Linked DNA regions of Sus scrofa: all the other regions are linked to region 3. The links are chromatin contacts, called in public Hi-C and HiChIP or PLAC-seq maps. All regions are on one chromosome and are shown on one strand. The core of a region is the stretch at or near the end of the contact, and the rest is flanking DNA. Distances in the headings are between cores, read along the strand shown. Region 1 holds the start of ZNF362 (zinc finger protein 362). Region 2 overlaps A3GALT2 (alpha-1,3-galactosyltransferase 2). Region 3 holds the start of ZSCAN20 (zinc finger and SCAN domain-containing protein 20).

Evidence for each region. A called contact is a pair of places that touch in the nucleus more often than the background predicts. HiChIP or PLAC-seq counts read pairs in DNA pulled down with a chosen protein or histone mark.
Region 1: a contact with region 3 is called in an H3K27ac HiChIP or PLAC-seq map of alveolar macrophages. The contact joins the promoter of ZNF362 here to the promoter of ZSCAN20 in region 3. A contact is called at or near these places in 1 of 5 promoter capture datasets (liver) and 1 of 2 datasets of contacts at active chromatin or transcription factors (alveolar macrophages).
Region 2: a contact with region 3 is called in a Hi-C map of embryonic fibroblasts, with 2.0 times the contacts expected there. The contact joins the enhancer-like site here to the promoter of ZSCAN20 in region 3. A contact is called at or near these places in 2 of 5 promoter capture datasets (fetal liver and liver), 15 of 47 Hi-C or Micro-C datasets (brain, embryonic fibroblasts, epiblast stem cells and 8 more) and 2 of 2 datasets of contacts at active chromatin or transcription factors (alveolar macrophages and skeletal muscle).

What each region holds. Positions count from the first base shown.
Region 1 is chr6:89,512,537-89,515,236 of Sscrofa11.1, reverse strand. It overlaps ZNF362 (zinc finger protein 362), which reads right to left and starts at 1,411. Exons shown (of 9, transcript XM_021095853.1): 1 at 1,286-1,411.
Region 2 is chr6:89,556,637-89,559,336 of Sscrofa11.1, reverse strand. A3GALT2 (alpha-1,3-galactosyltransferase 2) reads left to right here. Exons shown (of 5, transcript XM_021095855.1): 5 at 227-1,845. The coding sequence ends at 914. Among named protein-coding and RNA genes, the nearest start is that of A3GALT2, 4.8 kb to the left of the region's middle. Within about 2 kb of position 1,251, at least 18 of the 83 cell types and tissues checked have an H3K27ac peak or open chromatin away from gene starts, as enhancers often do. A contact at or near this core is called in alveolar macrophages, embryonic fibroblasts, retroperitoneal adipose tissue and 2 more, where this site is marked.
Region 3 is chr6:89,731,307-89,734,006 of Sscrofa11.1, reverse strand. ZSCAN20 (zinc finger and SCAN domain-containing protein 20) reads right to left here and starts at 1,441. Exons shown (of 8, transcript XM_021095857.1): 1 at 1,319-1,441.

The DNA of each region.
Region 1 (2,700 bases), core at 162-2,661, 220 kb after region 3:
AGGGCAGGATTTCCGCCTAGAGTGGGGCCCGGGGCCACCCATGAAGGAGACACCCCCCCCAACACACACACTCACATACACAGAGCTCTGAGGGTTTCTCACTGCTCTAGGGCAGGGAGGGGGAGAGCAGGATTATTTCCTCATGCCGAGGGTCTTAGCTGGAAAGCCAAGGCCCACTCAGAGCCCTTACTGCCAACCTTCCCCTCCAAATCTGAGAATCTAGTTCCTTACAATGCCATCTTACACCGTCCCTTCCAGAAGACATTTCCTGTTCCCCCAAAACCCCCGTTCCCATCCCTCCACACCCCCCCCCGCCCCCCGCAGCTCTGAGGAAATCGGCAGTTAACTTTTTCCCCAAAACCCCGCAAAGGCATCTGGCTGGGGGAGGAGATGCTCCCGAGATCCTTTCGCGGCATTTCGCTGCCTTAAAAAAAAAAAAAAGAAAAGAAAAAAAAGAAAGAAAAGAAAAAGGAGAAGAAGAAGAAAAAGAAAGAAAAAAAGCTAAAAAAAAAAAAGAAGAAAAAAAAAAGAAAACTTTCAGAGTTAACTTTAAATTCCCAACCCTTCCCCCTAAATCGCCCAGCGGCTTCCTTTTTTTTTTTCTTTAAAGTGCAATTGCATTGTGTCTCACCTCCCCGCAAGGCTCTCGGCTCTTGCCAAAGAAAAGGAAAAAAGCCAACCCTTCGGGTGCCCCCTCTGCCTCCAGCCGCCTCTCCCACATTCTCAGACAGTTTTATTAAAATTTTCAGACAAAAGAAAAACAAAAATGGCAGCCTGGCTTATTTTTAAAACAGGACAGGGACGCCATATTCTGCAGATCTGCAAAAAAAGGGAGAAATCCGGCACTGGCCGTTCCACCGGGCCGGCTGCAAAGTGCGCGAACCGCGCCGTTTGCAATCCGTTTATTTGCATTAAGCCCCATGAATCATTGTTTACCGGAGAATTGCAGCAGGTTTGAATAGCCCGGCTTAAGAAAACACACACACACACACGCGCGCGCACACACACACACATACACACACGTACAAACACACACACGCACACTCGGAGAGCAGACCAGACACGCCGCCGGAGACACTTCCTACCCCGCGCGCCGCCGCCGCCGCCGCCGCCGCTCCGGGCCGGGCCCGCGGCGCAGGCAGCCCCGGGCCCTCGGAACGCCCCGGCCCGCGCTGACAGCGCCCGCGCCCCGGCCGGCCCCCCGCCCGCAACTCGGCGCAACTTTCCCGCGGGCGGGCGCCCGCCGCCGCCGGGCCCACTCCCCGCGCCCCGGGCCCGCACGGACCTGGCTGTGCTGGCGGCGGCTCCGGGACGCGGCCGCAGCCCCGCGCCCGGCGGCCCGAGCAGGGCCGGGCTGGGGCTCCGGCTCCGGGCTCTGGCTCCGGCTCGGTGCGGAGCGGCGCGCAAACCTTCCGGGTCGCCTGCTGTTCACTTCTGGGTTCTGCAAGCGCCGAGGCGGCGGCGGCGGCGGCGGCAGTAGGAGGCTGGGTCTGCAGCGCCGCGCGGCCCCCCGTGCGCTCGGCGAGCCCCCGCGCCAGGCGCCCGGCTCCGGGAGGGGGGGGGCCCGCGTCGGGCCCCCGCCTCTCCGGCTGCGCAGCTCGTCCGGCCCCGGGGGCTCCCGCGAGTGGGCAGCGCCGGGCGCGGGCGACGGCGCGCGAGGGGAGGGGGCCGGGCGGGGGGCGGGGGCGGGCCGCGCACTGGGGGCCCCGCTCAGGCCCCGGGGCCTCGTCTCTCGCTCGCCGCCGCCGCCTCGCAAAGTTGCGCGGCGCCCCCGCCCGCGCCGCGCCGGAGGCTGAGCCACAAAGGAACTCCTCGCCCCCCTCCGCCCGCCCGAGCCGCGCGGGGAGGGCACCGGCGCCCGGCCCTAGGCCAGCCCCTTCCCCAGCGCGGGGGCTCCCGGGGCCCCGGCGGCCGCAGCCATTGTCCCGCCCAGGCCGGGCCGCCGCCGCCTCGCCGCCCCCTTCCCGGCGATGGCGGGCTGGGGACTTGGGCTTGGCGGGCCGCGGCCCCGACCAGGCCGAGCGCGCCCGGGGCCAGGCTGTCCCTGGGGGTCTCCCTTGCAGATGGCAGGCGGGAGGGTGTCCCCAGGATGCCCCCTCCGCACCTGATAACCAACGATCGTGCTCAAAATCCAGGCCGAGATTTTTTTTTTTTTTTTTTTTTTTTTTTTTTAAGACGAGGACTCGGGGATGAGGGGCAGAAGTTTGTAAAGGCCAAGCCACCCTCCCTCCATAAGCCCCGGCCCTCCCTGGCCCTAGGCCCAAGCCCCCAAAGGGTGGGGCCTCCCGAGGCTGCCAGCGGTTCTCCTCGTCGAGTCTATCAGAGGTGGCAACGGCTGTCCCCCAGCTCCAGACCTCAGAGCCATCTGTGTGTGACTCCTCCTCCCGCCTCACCCTCCCCAGCCAATCAGTCACCAAGTCCTCCCAATTCGGCCTCCCGGGCTGTGGCAGCTTCCAAACTTCACTTCTACCTGAGGAGACAGCCAGTCCCCTTGGTCCTTTCACCAGGCTCAGACCTCCTGTGACACTGCCACCCAGCCCCTCGGCCAGGATGAATCCAGGCTGGCTCTGCCCTCAGGGAGCACCCAGGCCCCAGGGGAAGGACGCACAAAAACAATCACCCGCCAGTGTTTGCCTTCCTCCAGGAAACATTTTCCAATTCAGTAAAGAGTGGTTAAGGACCTACTATCAGATGCTGTCC
Region 2 (2,700 bases), core at 2-2,501, 170 kb after region 3:
AGGCCAGGGATCAAACCCGTGACCCAAGCCACAGTAGTAACAACGCCAGATCCTTAACTTGCTGAGCCACCAAGGAACTCCAATTGGCAATTAATTTTAATTTGCCTCCAACGGGGACTGCCCTTTCCGGAGTTCCTGGGCCTGGGGTCGCAGGGTCACCAGAACGGACATGGGGACGGCTGGGAAGGGCGCAGTGACCAGCTGACTCGGACGGCCCGCTCCGCAGGTACCTGGAGAAGTACCTGGCACACTTCCTGGAGACAGCAGAGCAGCACTTCATGGTGGGCCAGTGCGTCGTGTACTACGTGTTCACCGAGCGCCCTGCAGCCATGCCCCGCCTGCTGCTGGGCCCCGACCGTGGGCTACGGGTGGAGCACTTGGCGCGTGAGCGGCGCTGGCAGGACGTGTCCATGGCGCGCATGCGCGCGCTGCACCCGGCGCTCGGGGGGCGCCTGGGCCACGGGGCGTGCTTCGTGTTCTGCATGGACGTGGATCAGCACTTCAGTGGCGCCTTCGGGCCCGAGGCGCTGGCCGAGTCGGTGGCGCAGCTGCACGCCTGGCACTACCGCTGGCCGCGGTGGCTGCTGCCCTTTGAGCGTGACACGCGCTCGGCCGCCGTGCTGGGCCCGGGCGAGGGCGACCTCTACTACCATGCGGCCGTGTTCGGGGGCAGCGTGGCCGCGCTGCGGCGTCTGACGGCGCACTGCGCCCGGGGCCTGCGGCGGGACCGCTCGCGCGGCCTGGAGGCGCGCTGGCACGACAAGAGCCACCTCAATAAGTTCTTCTGGCTGCACAAGCCCACCAAGCTGCTGTCGCCTGAGTTTTGCTGGAGCCCCGATCTTGGCCGCTGGGCTGAGATCCACTGCCCGCGCCTGCTCTGGGCGCCCAAGGAGTATGCCCTGCTGCAAAGCTAGCAATGCCGGTGGGGGCCCTTCTGGAAGCAGCGGGGCACTGGGGGTGGGGGGAGACTGCGTGAACGCCTCCCCCGCTGCGGCATGGCTGCAGGAGGCTGGGCCTTTGGGACGTGGCTCCCGGAGGAGGATGAGCCATCCCTTTCCATCGAGACCCGGGCACCTCCAGCTGCCTGGAGACCTTTCACCTCTGACCTTACTGAGTTCAGCGGAGGCCCTCTGAAGAGATGTTTTAGCCCCTTCCCCATATCCCCTACGCTTTATATGGTACTGAGGCGCCAAAAGGGAACATGATGGCCCGAGGACCCAGAGGATCTATGAGTCAGCCTGTGAGGTCAGCAGCTGGAGAGCAAGACTGACCCTCAGGCCAAATACATCTGCTTCTAGGCACAAGCCCCAGATGAAGAAACTCAGTGGCATCCGGTTCCCTGACTTTGCTGGTTAACCTCCCCCGCTCTCTACACCGTTGGTACATAGTTAAGTAATATTATAATAAACTACATTATTCCAAAGTGCCCTTATGGCCCTTTCTCCTAGAGAGTCAAAAGTCCACAAAGAAGACATTTCCCGGCCACGGGTCCCATATGGCTGTTTGGCCACAGTGTCTGGGAGATCAGTGTTCTCACCCATGCTTGCTGTCCAGACTCTTCATCCTCAGTAGGGAAAAACACACGTCTGAGTAGGAGCGTGAAGTCATGAGGCCCTCCAGGAAAGGTGGTTCCCTCCAGGAAATAGCTGTGGGGACAAGGACATTATCTGCTGGAAGCCTGCCCCTGAGATTGTCTGACAGTTGGGGAAATGAGAGGGTGGGCCTTCCCTCTGGGTCTTTTGAACCATTTAGGTAGTGTTGTCATAGACCTTGATTTTTTTTTTTTTTAATTTGTCTTTTTAGGGCTAAACCCATGGCATAGGGAGGTTACCAGGCTAGGGGTTTGAATCAGACCTGCAGCTGCGGGCCTACACCACAGCCACAGCAACCATGGAATCTGAGCCGTGCCTGCGACCTACACTACTGCTCACAGCAGCGCCAGATCCTTAACCCACTGAGCAAGGCCGGGGATTGAACCTGCATCCTCATGAATACTAGTTAGATTCGTTTCCGCTGAGGCACAGACCTTGCATTTTTAACAGCCTCCCCTGTTTTCAGGTAGGAGAGCAATTCTGGCTATAAGCCAGCTCTGATGGTTTTCACAAGTGAACAATTTTAAAACACGTTCCAGTTGTTGATGAGGTGAGAGAAGAGATAACTCTCCTTTCAGAAGCAGTTCCAAGGTCCCAGGGTCTCCTGCCTAAACTAGCAGAACCCAGAAGGCCTTTTGGACTCCGGGTTAGAGCTAGGAACAGGCCAGGTGTGCCTAAGAACAGGTTATCGCTTGATAACTGTGAGCTGGCACACCCCTTCCTCTAATGGGAGAATATTCTCCACCTTACCCTGCATCATTCACCACAGGCCACACACGGACCCCTGAGCCAGCCAAGACTTGCGCGCAGGCCGCTGAGATCTGGACGGGAATCTGCTCCTCTTCTGACTCCCCGTGGCTGTGGAAAGGAAGAGTCCTTACCTTTGCTGCGTTTCAGTTTTCTCAACGTACAGTGGGGATGCCAGTCACCTTCCTTGCAGGGGTTGTGCTGCTCCAAAAACTAATTCGCCTTCTCCCTCTCCTTGCCTGCCCCTTCCCCAGCAAGTTCGTGGCTTGCAAAGGATTCACCAAAGGACAGCCACTTCCTGTTTTAAAGAGGAAGGGATGGCACAGGTCAGGGGTTTTCAGGTGCTGGGCTGGGGCAGCCT
Region 3 (2,700 bases), core at 192-2,691:
CTGAGGGGCAAAAGACTAAAGCTCACACCCCTGGAAACCCACTGGAAGTAGCAGTCTTCAAGCCTGGTCTAGAGGAGCTCACTCTGGAATGTCTTTATTCACACATTCATGAAGTATTTACTGATTTACATCAAGTACTTACTATTCTAGCTGGGCAGTGGGGATATGGAAGTGCCTCAGAAACTGTTCCTGTCCCAGAGATGCTCATAGTATAGTAGAAGAAACAAAAAACCAACAGCAACGAAAAACCCACAGATAATTATGATCAAATATGGTAAATAGAGTAAAAGAGGTCTGTGGTAGCCAGAGTAGGGGGTGACTTAAATGAACCAAGTAACAGCTGAGTTGGTTCTAGAAGAAAGACTGGTTCTCTTGACAGAATGGGGGTTGGGAGGAAGGTGTATATTCTAAGCAGAAAGAACAGCATGTATAATGGTGAGGGACCAAACAACCTCCCCAAGATAGGTACCTTGAGAGCATCAAGATTAGGCTGTAAAGGGTGTTCATGAAGGGTCTTGAATGTCAGGCTAAGGTGTTTGGGTTTAATTCCATAGGTTATGGGAGTTAATGAAGGTTTTTAAATAGAAGGTCTCATCTGATTTGTGGCTATAATGTGTTTGTTCAAGCTAAGAAGGTGAAAAGGGGTAGGCTTCAGCAAAATCCCTGACAAGGAAATGTCGCCAGATGTTAAGGAAATTGAAAGATTTTAAGATCCCAGAATAGGGAAGAATGCAAGAAGAATCAGAATACACCTGGGTAAAGTGGATGTTGGTACCATTCAATTCCACCTGGCAGAAGGAAAGAGGTGCAGGTTTGGAGCTGAACACCACAGCCAGTCCCACCCACTGGGTTCCAGAGGTCACCACCAGGAGAGAAAGTGTAAGGGGTTAGCAAATCTAGTATGTTTGTCTTAGATGAGCAGGGAGAGGCTGGAACACTATTTTAAGGTCAGGCTTTAATCTCAGGCCCTCTTATCTTCACTTCTTGCCAGGGCCCAGGAACCCTCCTATCCTTCCCTATGAGGTCTCTAGACGCTTCCACCTTCAGAACTTCTCCCATTTCCCTCAGCTACAATCCTTTCTTAAGAACCTCTTCACGCTCAGGGCCTTCTATCTCCCTCCTAGTCCCCGACCCTTGTGTGACCCTTTCCATCACCGGACGCTTCATCCTCTGACCGCCCCTCACCCCCGACCCCACACAAAAGCTTCTTTCTCCCCTCTAACCTTCCCCGGCCCCCTGCGACACCACCACCTCCTAAGTCTCCAGCCCAGAGCCTTGAGTCTCAGCTGCCCCCGCCCCGCCACCCGGACTCACCCACCGAGACACCCACTTCACAACAGGGCGGAAGTGCTCCAGGGCTCGCGCAGAGAATGCTGGGACGCGGAGTCCCGAACGGCGCCACCCCGGGAATGGAGCGTCGGCGACTATAACTCCCAGAAGGAACCGCGCGAGCGCGTGTGGGCGGCCCCCTCCGCTTGCGACCTTTCAGACGTCGTCAGCCAATAGATGCGTCATCTTCTCCAGCCCCGCACCGGAACAAATCCGAACAGCGTTTACGCATGGGGGCGGGGCCTGTTGTGATCCCGGTCCTTTCCACAGGCTGCAGGATAATGGCACCGCCCAGTGGGCGGGCATTCAACCGAAGGGGCGGAGTCTATTGAAAGGGTGAAATGAGAGCCGGCCCCGAAGAGAGGAAAGCAGAAACGAGAAATAAGGAGAGACGGTGTTTAGAGGTGACCAGACTGGTGGGCGGGAATTGTCAATTCAAATTTAAGCAGCATGACTTTGGATCTAGTGTGAACCTCGCTTTCTTCACCTGTGAAGTGAGAATAATAATAGCATCCGAGACTTCCTTGGGCTAATATATCTGGAACGATTAGCTCAAGACCTGGGTCCTGGAGTTCCCTTAGTGGCGCAGCGGAAACGAATCCGACTAGGAACCATGAGGTTGCGGGTTCCATCCCTGGCTGCGCTCAGTGGGTTAAGGATCCTGCGTGGCTGTGAGCTGTGGTGTAGGTCGCAGACGTGGCTCGGCTATGGCAGTTGCTGTGGCTCTGGCGTAGGCCGGCAGCTATAGCTCCGATTAGACACCTAGCCTGGGTGTGGCCCTAAAAAGACAAAAAGAAAAAAAAAGACCTGGGTCTTAATAATACACAGCGAATATTAGCTATTATTATGTAAATCAGTTAGTACAGAACTTGGCACTTCGTGGGTGTTGGAAGACTGTTAGTCATTATTAGAATAATAATAATCAGAATGATTTTAATAGACATGCAGTTGCTTTGTTCCACTGTGAATATTCTAGGGTATGAGCAATCCGAGTTTGAAGAGTGGGTTTTGTAGTCAGGCACTGATCCACATCCCAGCCCAATGACTTCATAGCTATGTGGTGCTGAACAAATTACTGCATCTCTTTTGTCTTCAGTTTTCTCTTCCATAAAATACAGGTGATGTAACAGAACCACACTGCAAGGTGTTGCAAAGATTAAATGAGATAATGCAGGTTAGGTATGGTCTCTGAAGTCAAGCTGCTTGTGTCTGAAACCTCAACTTTTAAATGCCGGATATAGGCCTTTCCACTCACTAGTTGTAAACCTTAGGCGAATTACTTAACCTCTTTATGCCTCAATTTTCTTATCTGTAAAATGGGAATTATAATTATGGCATCTACCTGATAAAGTTTGCTAGAGGAATAAGTGG